Linked DNA regions of Oryctolagus cuniculus: region 2 is linked to region 1. A link is a contact called in public Hi-C data. All regions are on one chromosome and are shown on one strand. The core of a region is the stretch at or near the end of the contact, and the rest is flanking DNA. Distances in the headings are between cores, read along the strand shown.

What was found. Hi-C and Micro-C count contacts between places; a contact is called where the count stands out from the background.
Region 2: a Hi-C map of psoas muscle shows a contact between it and region 1, with 6 times the contacts expected there. The contact joins two enhancer-like sites. A contact is called at or near these places in 2 of 6 Hi-C or Micro-C datasets (psoas muscle and an unstated tissue).

What each region holds. Positions count from the first base shown.
Region 1 is chr12:74,352,308-74,357,894 of mOryCun1.1, reverse strand. No RefSeq gene overlaps it. Among named protein-coding and RNA genes, the nearest start is that of DMXL2, 19 kb to the right of the region's middle. Within about 2 kb of position 2,569, at least 1 of the 8 cell types and tissues checked has an H3K27ac peak or open chromatin away from gene starts, as enhancers often do.
Region 2 is chr12:74,588,906-74,595,254 of mOryCun1.1, reverse strand. It overlaps TMOD3 (tropomodulin 3), which reads right to left. Exons shown (of 11, transcript XM_008268998.4): 9 at 2,187-2,330; 10 at 1,327-1,471. Among named protein-coding and RNA genes, the nearest start is that of TMOD3, 61 kb to the right of the region's middle. Within about 2 kb of position 4,749, at least 1 of the 8 cell types and tissues checked has an H3K27ac peak or open chromatin away from gene starts, as enhancers often do.

The sequences.
Region 1 (5,587 bases), core at 1,320-3,819:
TTTCAAATAAAATTTTAAGCATGTTTTAAAATATACAGTGACAAGGAATGATTATGGTATGTTTTTGAGTGAAAAATGCACATCACAAAGTAGCATATATCACACACAGCTAAAAGACTACAAGGCTGTAGGTGAAAATATTAATGATAATTAACACGTTTGGAACTCACTATGTGCTAGGCACTTTATTTATTTTTTAAAAAGATTTATTTTATTTATTTGAAAGACAGAATTACAGAGGGAGGTAGAACCAGAGAGGGGAGAAGTCTTCCATCCGCTGGCTCACTCCCCAGATGACTGCAACGGCCGAAGCTGTGCCGATCCGAAGCCAGAAGCCAGTTCTTTCCGGGTCTCCCGCGTGGGTGCAGGGGCCCAAGGACTTGGGCCATCTTCTACTGCTTTCCCAGGCCATAGCAGAGAAATGGATTGGAAGTGGAGCAGCCGGGACTTGAACCAGAACCATATGGGATACTGGCGCCGAAGGCTGGGCCTGTAACCTGCTGCACCACAGCACCAGCCATGCTGAGCACTTTATATAGCCATGGGGAAACTGCCTAGTCCTCTCATCTTCAGTTTTATCCCTTTTTTCCCCAATGATTTATTTATTTAGTTAGTTGAAACATGGAGTTACACACACATGCATGTACACCCACACACAGAGATAGAGAGAGAGAGATCTTTGATCTGCTGGTTTTTCTCTCCAGATGGCCACAACAGCCAGGTCTGGGCCAGACCAAAGCCAGGAACCAGGAGCCAAGAGCCAGGAACTCCATCTGGTCTCCTGGATGGGTATAGGGGCCCAATGTCTCAGGCCATCCTCTGCAGCCTTCCAGGGAGCATTAGCAAGGAGTTGAATCAAAAGCAAAGTAGTCAGGACTGGAACTGGCACTGTAATATGGGATGCCAGCTTCATAAGCAGTGGGTTAACCTGCTACGCCACAACGTTGGCCCTTCCAATTTAGTGCTTCTAATGTTTCCCTATGCTTTCATTTCTAGACTTTCTGGGGCCCTGAGTCTCTTTGAAAATCTGGTCAAGCATGCAGAGGATATTCTTAAATACATAAAATGTAATATAAACAGGAAACTAATTATAATGACATAGTCAATAATGTCTAAAAAGTGATATTATATACTTATTTCTTTATTAATACATTCAATGACAAGTTATAGCAGAATGTCTAATAATTGCTAAGCAATTCATAAATGATATTTTGAGATACTTTCAACAATTATAAGATTTGTGCTTTACGTTGGTGACAAAGTCACGGACACTTAAATATTGCTGTGTTTTGTTGGTATCTGTAATTTGTTGGTATCTGTAACATGAAGTACATGTTAAATTGCAGCTAAAGCTAGAGAAGATGAAGATGTATTTTTTCCCCTATTCATGAGATGTAGGGTAGGAATGCCTGCCCTGCAGTCTATTGTCCAGGCAATTCATCGTAGTCATTTCTCTTCCAATCCCTTAAACGGTTTTCTGTCTCACACCAAATTCACAGTCCAGGGTGCATATTTGGTCTTGAGGTTAAGATGCTGGTTAAGAAGCCTGAATCCTCTATCAGAGTTCCTGGGTGAGAGTCTTGGCTCTGCTCCAGATTCTTGCTTCCTGCTAGTGTGCATCCTGAGAGGGGGCAGGTGATAGCTCCCAGCCATCGGAGACTGAGCTCCCTGCCCTTGGCTTCACCCTGGCCCGGCCCTGGCTGCCATGGCTATTTAGAGAGTAAACCAGGAGAGGGGAGCTCTCGGTTTTCCGAATAAACAAATAGTCTTATTTTTTAAAAAATTAAATTTTACAATCTTTACCCCAAGAAGATCTGGTCAGAATTTCCTCTTTTGATTTCATTTTTGACCAGTCTACTCCCTACTCTCTGCTAACCACACTGGCTTCTGTGCAGTTAGTTCTTTGTATACAAACCAACTGCAGACCTGACTCAGGGCCTTTGCTCTTGCCATTATCTCTGCCAGGATATTGATGGGGCTCCCTTGCTCCCTTACACCAAGGGTCAATAGACATTTTCCTTAAAGGGCCAGGTGGTAAAAATGTTAGGTTTGGTGGGCTATATGGTCTCTCTTGCAGCTACTCAACTTTCCTGTGATGGTGCAAAAACTCCTGTAGATGACAAAGAAATGGATGGGTATGGATGTGCTCCAATAAAACTTTATTTGAAACTGAAATTTGAGTTGTGTGTAATTCACAAGTCATGAAATCTTATTCTTTTAAAAAAAATTTTTCAACCATGTGAAAGTGTAAAACCATTTCCAGCTCTTGAGCCATACACGAGGAGGTGACAAATCCAATTTGGCATACTGTCCTCAGTTGGCCAGCTCCTGCCTCTTATCATGCAGGTCTGTGTTCAAATGTGCTGTTTGGAGAGGTCTTCCCTAGCCACGCTCTCCCAAAAGCCCTTCCCTTCCTGTCCCTCTCAATTCCTGTACCTTGCTGTACTGTACTTCGCTGAATGGTACCAGAGTTGGAATATTATTCTTCATTTGCTTATTTTCTGCTGGATTGTAAGTGCCATGAGGCAGGACCTGAGTCATTCCCTCTGCTGCTACACCCCCACGAGGGTGAGTGTGCTGGCACAGAGTAAACGCTCAAACACATGTTGAGTGAGTACATTAGTGCTAGTCAGCTCTCTGCGAATTTACTCATTCCAACTAGACTTTCCCTTGAATTGTGGTGGCCAGAATTAAAGACTAGTCCTCAGATACAGCCTGAATCAATGCAGAGTAAAAGAGAATCACGCTTCTTTCTAGTAATGCAGTAGGTTTCACAGCATTTTAGATTCAAATTGGAGTTATGACAAACCAGATGCTTCTAAACCTGGCCTCGTGATTGAGGTTTTCTGAACCTATATTTAATTCTCCATATTTACATTGTGGGTTTGGTTTTGTGCTCCAGTCTGTTTAAGTTATTTTGAATTTTGCTTCTGTTAGCTTCCGCATCTACCAGCCCTGCCATCTATAGAGGAGTCCATTACAACTTCAGTGTCTGTCCGAGCTCTTCAGATGCAAGGAGAGTGGAGATTGACTCCAGGTGACTCCTCCCTGTGTCTTGTGTGCCATTAATCCACACTGGAGGTCAAGTCCTGAACGTGATCCATTAGGTCAATAAAGAGTTTCAGCAAGAGCAAAATGTGCACTCACTGTTAAGTCTTTTCACTTTTCTCGTTGCTACTCTCTGTGACCAACATTACTGTGCAGCACCATATTTTCTTTACTTTTGTAATTGGTCCATTTTTCTGTTCAAAATGTTGTTGTGTATCTCCAGTATGGAAAAAAATCAAAAAGTCCCCACTCCTTTATAGGGGTAACGGCAGTAAATAGGCAATAATGGCTACTTTTACTGAGCAACTCCTGTGTGTTCCATCTTCAATACAGACATATTATTATACTTAGTCCATATGATCACATTTTTAGCACTGTAGTTTCATTTTCATTATTCACAGAAGACACTGAAGATCAGAGATATCAACTATATACATTTACAAGGTGGGTAACTGGCGAAACAGCTTCTCTTTGACAGTCTGTGTTCTATTCTTCATGTTATGTGCATGAAGTAGGTTCTGTCCTATTCATAAGATCATTGGTTCTTTAACATCTCAGTCTTGAAACACAGAAAAGTAGACTATTAGGGAGATAGAATTTAATAAGGGAAATGATTTGATAAGAAAAACCAATTATTGGATAATATCATGGGACAGGATAAGATCTGATCTTTTTTTTTTTTTTTTTTTTTTTTTTTGACAGGCAGAGTGGACAGTGAGAGAGACAGAGAGAAAGGTCTTCCTTTTGCCGTTGGCTTACCCTCCAATGGCCGCCACGGCTGGTGCGCTGCAGCCGGCGCACGACGCTGATCCGAAGGCAGGAGCCAGGTGCTTCTCCTGGTCTCCCATGGGGTGTAGGGCCCAAGCACTTGGGCCATCCTCCACTGGACTCCTTGGCCACAGCAGAGAGCTGGCCTGGAAGAGGGGCAACTGGGACAGAATCCGGCGCCCCGACCAGGACTAGAACCCGGTGTGCCGGCACCGCAAGGCGGAGGATTAGCCTAGTGAGCCGCGGCACCAGCAAGATCTGATCTTGCTTAGAGGGGCGTGGAAGTAGTCATCACACCCATTAAAGCCACTGGGTTCAAGCCCAGAGAGGTCTTAAAAATAATAGAGCCGGCGCTGTGGCTCAATAGGCTAATCCTCCACCTTGCGGCGCCGGCACACCGGGTTCTAGTCCCTGTTGGGGCGCCAGATTCTGTCCCGGTTGCCCCTCTTCCAGGCCAGCTCTCTGCTATGGCCAGGGAGTGCAGTGGAGGATGGCCCAGGTGCTTGGGCCCTGCACCCCATGGGAGACCAGGAAAAGCACCTGGATCCTGGCTCCTGCCATCGGATCAGCGCGGTGCGCCGGCTGCAGCGGCGGCCATTGGAGGGTGATCCAACGGCAAAGGAAGACCTTTCTCTCTCTGTCTCTCTCTTTCACTGTCCACTCTGCCTGTCAAAAAAAAAAAAAAAATTGAATAAGACAAGGTCATTGAAGACTGTCGCTCCCCGTCTTCATGGAGGAACGACACAGGACCCTGCGCTGTTCTTTTGTCTGCTCGGCCCTCCCTGGGTTTGTTGCTGGTTCTTCCCGGGTTGGCTACCGACCCTTCCACCTCCGTGGAAGGGCGGTTCCCCCTGCCACTTTCCCCACTTCCGCGGGGGAGTGGCACACCGCCGGCCGGCTCTCTCGGGGGCTGCACAGGTGTTCCCTCAGATGTTCCCCTTAGATGTTCCTGGTGCATGTTGTCTCTCTCCTCCTTTATAGTCCTCTTCCACCAATCCCAACTCTGCTACCCACACGCCGAGTACGCTGCTCTCCTCCAATCAGGAGTAGGTCCTACAGTTTATTGGTTGAACTGGAGGCAGCTGTGTAGAAGCTGTTTCTCCCTTCTCAGCGCCATATTGTGGGAGAGCAGATGCATAGAATAAGTTTTAATTCCAGTAACTTAGTCTAGTCCGAGTTGCTCCCCACAGAAGACCCAACCTCCTATGGATCTCACTTGGTGATGTGATAGTTGCTGGATTTCTGGGTTTCAGATATGTAAAAACAATAAATAAAAGAGTGGGGAAAGAAGTAGAAGTGGGTTGTCAACTCTATTTTGTACAGTAAGGTGGTTAACAGAAAGACACTACCTCAACTATAACCTTTATTTCCTTGCAGATAAGACATTTTAAGATCCCCTCCCCCCATACAAGAAGTACAGGATTTGTAGTCAAAGCATCCTTCCAGAGAAAGAATAGTTGGTAACTTTTCTTTGCATATGTATTCTATGTTGTCATTTTTCTCATGTTTGCTTAGATGGGAGAACTCTGTCTTTTAGGAATTCTGAACTAGGGCCATATCATTCCCAGAAATGACTCTTTTATAAATTACAATTGTGCCAGGAAAATGGAACAGTATATACATAAAGATGATTACTCTCACTTTGAACATAGGTCTTTAATTTTAAAAAATGCTGAGTGATATTTCTCTTTCTGGTATTTATTAAAAGTTAGTGTAGGGGCCGGTGCTGTGGTATAGGGGGTAAAGCTGCCACCTGCAGTGCTGGCATCCC
Region 2 (6,349 bases), core at 3,500-5,999, 240 kb before region 1:
CTCTGCTATGGCCTGGGAAAGCAGTGGAGGACAGCCCAAGTCCTTGGGCCCCTACAAGCTCCTGGCTCCTGGCCTCAGATCAGTGCAGCTCTGGCCATTGTGGCCACCTGGAGAGTGAACCAGCAGATGGAAGACCTCCCTCTCTGCCTCTACCTCTCTCTGTAACTCTGCCTTTCAAATAAATAAAATAAATCTTTAAAAAAAAAAAAAAAGACCTTTCTTTCTGTCTCTCTATAACTCTACCTCTCAAGTAAAATAAAATAAATCTTTTATAATTTTTTTAAAGATTTATTTATTTATTTGAAAGAGTTACACAGAGAAAGGAGAGGCAAAGGCAGAGGCAGAGAGAGAGAGAGGTCTTCCATCTGCTGGCTCACTGCCCAGATGGCCGAAATGGCCACAGCTATGCCAATCCGAAGCCAGGAGCTTCCTCTGGGTCTCCCACGTGGGTTCAGGGGCCCAAGGACTTGGGCCATCCTCTACTGCTTTCCCAGGCCATAGCAGAGAGCTGGATTGGAAGAGAAGCAGCTGGGACTGCATATGGGATGCCGGCACTTTAGGCCAGGCCGTTAACCCACTGAGCCACAGTGCTGGCCCCCAAATTATAATTATTTTATACTGCATCATACAATACTTAATTTTTATCTGGGTGATAGAAATTTGCACTTTTTGATGAAAAGGGCAAAAAGCTTTACGTTGAAATTTTTGTTTTAATAGCTACAAGATCTGATTTTTTAAAAAATGATTTATTTATTTATTTGAAATGGAGCGATAGAGAGAGAGAAAGAGGTATCTTCCATCTGCTGGTTTACTCCCCAAATGGCTGCCACAGCCAGGGCTGGGCTAGGCCCAACCTAGGAGCCAGGAGCTTCTTCTGGATCTCTCATATGGATTCAGGGGCCCAAGGACTTGGGCCATCTTCCACTGCATTCCCAGGCACATTAACAGGAAGCTAGATTGGAAGTGGAGCAGCTGGGACTTGAACAGGAGCTTATGTGGGATGCTGGCACCAGAAGCAGAGGCTTAACCTTCTATGCCACAGTGTTGGCCCCAAGACTTGATTTTTAACTGAGAACAAAGTGGTTGCTTGTAGAAAACTTCACTGAAAGCTGTGTAACATTTGTTACAAGAAGCTCATTTTATTATGACGACGACCACATCCACAATCAACCTTAAATATGAATCAGCATAAAAAGAGCAGTGCAAGTTTTCGAAATAAGGGCCAACCAATTTCTGCTAAAATTTACTTTGAAAAGTAAAAAAAGTTCCCCACTATATTAGCATAACATAATCCAGACACCCAATTTGACATTGTGTATCTCTTACCTAAGTCATTGTTTTTTGTAATAGCATTAGCCGCCCTGGTTCGGGGTCCCTGCTGTGTAAACTGATAGCCAAACTTTAGAATATTTGTATTTTCCTCTAGCATCTTGGCCATTTCCAATTCTACAGCTGTCCCCAACTGCTGCCTCTGAAATAATTAGAAATAAAAAATAATATTAATGAAATAGATCAACACATTTTCAAGGTAAATCAAAATTTAGACATTCAGGCACATGCTGATGGTCTCTTTTGAATTCTCCCAATTTCTACAAAATATATAAGAAACAAAATTTTGTTTCAGTATACTATCATATAGACACCAAAAAGTGTTTCATTTCATACCAGGGTGAATACAATCAAAAAGTTGGACAATATTAAATGTTGGCAAGAACATGGAAAATCAGGACTGATAAACTGCTGGTAGGAATATAAAATGGTGCATTGGTTGTAAAAAATCATTTGGTGACAGTTCAAAAAGTTAAACAGACTTACCATGACACTGTAGTTCCATTCCTACATAAATGCTAAGAAATGGAAATAGATGTACATGAAATGTCCATAGCTTCATTATTCCTGACAGTCAAGAAGCAGAACTACCCCAAATGTAATGGAGTATTTTGCGGCCACAGAAAGCAACAAAGGCCTGATACATGCCACAGCATCAATGAGCCTCCAGAGCATTATTCTGGGGAAAGAAGCCAGATACCAAGGACCACACATCATGTGATCTCAATTCATTAATATTCTACATACACCAAATGTCCTCTAATCTTTCAGCCCCTACCTTCCCAAAGGGCTCCTTGACAGCTTTCCTCCACGCCCTACACAGTGGTCTCACACATCGACTACTGCATAGCACTGACCTGATTGTCAATCTTGAGCTCTGACAGGGTTTCATTATCTTTTAAAGCATCAATCAGTGCCAGAATGCCAGTTCCTGTAATAAAGTTGGACTCCATATTTAAGCTCTTCAAAGTTTTGTTCACCGTCAGCATTTCTGCAAAAGCCTAGAAATTGAAGAAAATATTTCTAGATTAAAATTTTGGTAGTGCCTATCATATATTGTAAACAAAAATCATATATCATAAACAAAAAGAGTAATTACCAGAAGTTTCTCATAAGTCTGTTACAGCATCACACACCACCACCTTGGTTTCACAGGTCTACTCTTCCTGTGTACCCTGTCCCAATCTTTAGAGGTGTAATGCTCTGATGGTGACATTCTCTACTCCCACTCATGCTGGTTTTTTTTTTTTTCCAAAAATTATTAACTATTTGAAAGGTAGGGTGAAGGTGACACCCACACACCGAGAGAGGGAAGAGAGAGCGAGAGAGAGAGCGCGCGCTTCTATTTACTGGCTCACTCTCCAAATGGCTGAAAGGCTGGTCCAGGTTGAAGCCTGGAGCTCTATCCAGGTCTCCCTTGTGAGTGGCAGGGACTAAAGCACTTGAACCCTCATCTGGTGCTTCCCAGATGCATTAGCAGGGAGCTGGATCAGAAGTGGAGGAGCTGGGACTCAAACCAGCATTTCAATATGGGATGCCAGCCAGCATCACCACAAGGACGACTTAACCCACTGCACTGTAACATCCACCTCTATTCACATATGTTCATTCATACCCTACTTCATGCCTCTTTCTCCTACAGCTCTCACTTTCAGTTAGTAGGACTAACTTCATCAATGTCTCTGGAACATTTTTTTCTTATTTGAGTTCTGCTGCAACTGGGTTTCTGTGAAGTCAAAATGAGTCTAACTTATGGACTGATTTCCAGAGCAGGGACCAAAAGGAATGCCCAAGCCTGAAGGTCAGAAAAGGCCACAGATAACCAGAACCAGAATAGAAGGACTATGGAGAAGAGGCAACTAACTAAATATGAAATAAACCAAGGGACGGCATGACTTCAGTCTGCTTCCAGTATGTTTCCTCCAGATATGGTACAGGGCTAGGCATTTGAATCAGTAATTAATGAACATTATATTAATTAATTAACAGATACCACCAAGAGAGAAGAGGGAAAGGGAGGGGAGAGTAGGAAAAACAGAGAGGCAAAGAGAGGGGGAGGGAGAGAAAGAAGGGAAGACTGAGTTTGAGTTTATATAAAACAGCCCTTTTGAGGGATCAGAAGCAAGGTATTAACTTCCAGAAAATATGCATAAGATCAAGCCTAAAGTCAAGTTAAAGATGGGAGTAGGAGGAATGCAGGTATGTACACAAGTGTACTTGAAAATAAAATTTTATTCATTTATTTATTTGTTTGATAGGCAGTGTGAGAGGGAGAGACAGAGACAGACAGAAAATCTTCCACCCTTTGGTTCAATCCACAAATGCCTGTAATAGTCAGAGCCAGGCTAGGCTGAAGCTAGGAGTCAGGAACTCCATCTGGGTCTCCTGTGTGAGTGACTGGAACCCAAGTATATGGGTCATCATTGCTTCCTCCCAGGGTGTGCATTATCAGAAAGCTATATTGGGAAGCAGAAGCAGAACTCTATCCCAGGCACTCTGATACAGGAGATGGGTATGTCAAACAGCAGCTTAACCCACTGTGTCACAACACCCACCCCTAATCACCTGTAATTTCAACTGTGAACAACTAGCCATGTGGCCTGGAACAAATCCCTTATCCATCTGCACATACATTGATTAAATATTACTGAGGATTCAATAAGGACTATTCCAGAGACTCGGAAATAAAATAGACAGATCCTTACCTGATGAAACTTATATTCTGAGAGGGGACACAGCAACAAACAAGCAAGCAAAATGTAATGTTGCAAGGCCATTTGAGGAAGACCAAGACAGCAGTGTGGCTGGAGTACAATGACAGGCCAAGTAAAGGAGGTGACTTTCGCTCACATAAGGCCTTCTAAGGCCATTGAAAGATCTTTTTTACTCTTAGTGAGATAGGAAGCTGCTGGAGGGTTCTCAGGATGATGTGATTTATTAGTCTAAATTTCAAAATAATTACTGCTGATGCTGTGTGGAGAATTTGCTGCAGAGTGGGTGTAACAGAAGAGGACAGCTCACTAGGAGGCTCTTGTGGTACGGTGGTAAGGCCAGAGAAGACGGTGGTGCAGGTCCAGTGGGCAGTTGTGAAAATGGTGGACACTGGTTGGATTCTAGGAGTATTTTAGAGACTGAGCTGAATATATGTTTAAGCTTCTGAGAAAGGAAAGTCAAGGATGGGTCCTCTAAAAATATATATTTAACTTTAGTTAGAGACAGAGGGAGGGTGACAGCTCCTACCCACTGGTTCATTCCCTAAATAACCCCAATGACCAAGCTGGGCTGGGCAGAAGCCAGGAACTCAGTCCAGGTCTCCCACGTGGATGGCAATAACTCAGTCAGCTGAGACATCACCAATGCCTCCCAAGATGTGCTTCAGCATGAAGCTGAAACCAGGAGCCAGAGCTAAATAGCAAATCCAAGTACTCTGATATGGGTTATAGGAACCTGAACTGCGAGGTTAAACAGCTCACCGACATCCTCCGCAACCCAGCCCCAGCCTTTTTCTGCCTGAGCAGTAAGACGGGCTTTGCCATTTAGTGAGCTAGAAAAGAATATGAGAGAAGCAGGAACAGGACAGAAGTCAGGAGCTTGATGCGCGAGGTCTATCAGGTACCCAAAAAAAGCTATCGAGAGGTGGACATGACTACGGAGTTTAGGAGGGATGTACACACTGGAGATAATAACACCAGTCATCAGTATTTGCAGATAATACAAGAATACAGTAATGGAACAGAATGAGGTCAGCCAGGAAGTAAGTGTACACAGAGAAAAGCCCAGCACATTCTTTTTTTTTTTTTTTCTTTAAAGATTTATTTATTTCCTTGAAAGAGTTGCATAGAGAGAGGAAGAGGAGAGGCAGAGAGAGAAAAACAGAGAGGTCTTCCATCTGCTGGTTCACTCCCCAGATGGCCGCAACGGCTGGAGCTGTGCCAATCCGAAGCCAGGAGCAAAGAGCCAGGAGCCTTTCAGGGCCTCCCACGTGGGTGCGGGGGCCCAAGGACTTGGGCCATCTTCAACTGCTTTCTCAGGCCATAGTAGAGAGTGGGATCAGAAGTTGAGCAGCTTAGACTTGAACTGGCGCCCACATGGGATGCTGGCACTGTAGGCAGCAGCTTTACCCACTATGCCATAGCGCCAGTCCCCTCAGGCCATTCTAATGTCAGGAAATTGTAGAGATAAGGAGGAAACAGCACAGGGACCTGAGAAAAGCTGTCCAATGAGGTAGGAGGAAAACCTAAGGAAATTCATAGCCGAGTGAGGGAAAAGATTCATATGATTAAGTGGGATTTAGTCTAAGAATATAAGGATGCTTTAATATACAAAGATCATATTAATAGAATGAAGGGGGGAAAACACATGACCATTTCAATAGATGTTGAAAAGCATTTGACGAAAATCTAATACTACAGATTCATAAACAGGATTACTCCTCTGCAGATGCTAAAAGAATGTAGATCTCAGGGCTGGCGCTGTGGTGCAGCTGGTTAATGCCTTGGCCTGAAGCATCGGCATTCCATACGGGTGCTGGTTCGAGACCCGGCTGCTCTACTTCCAGTCCAGCTCTCTGCTATGGCCTGGGAAAGCAGTGGAAGATGGCCCAAGTCCTTGGGCCCCTGCACCCACATGGGAGACCCGGGGGAAGCTCTTGGCTCCTGATCAGCACAGCTCCGGCCGTTGTGGCCATCTGGGAAGTGAACCATTGGATGGAAGACCTCTCTCTCTCTCTCTCTCTTTCTCTCTCTGCCTCTCCTCTCTTTGTGTAACTCTGACTTTCGAAGAAATAAATAAATCTTAAAAAAAAAAAAAAAGAATGTAGAGCTCCATGTGCTGACATGAAAGATCTCTAAGACATATCATTAAGAAAAAATCAAGTTGCAGAACAGTAAACAGCGTATAATTACATTAATTTGTTTTGGAAAACTCAGTTATACCCATTTTAAAAATTCACAAGAAGGAAATACAGGGAAAAATAAACAAAAAAGGGCAGTAAATGATAGTGGGGAGTGAATATTGTTCA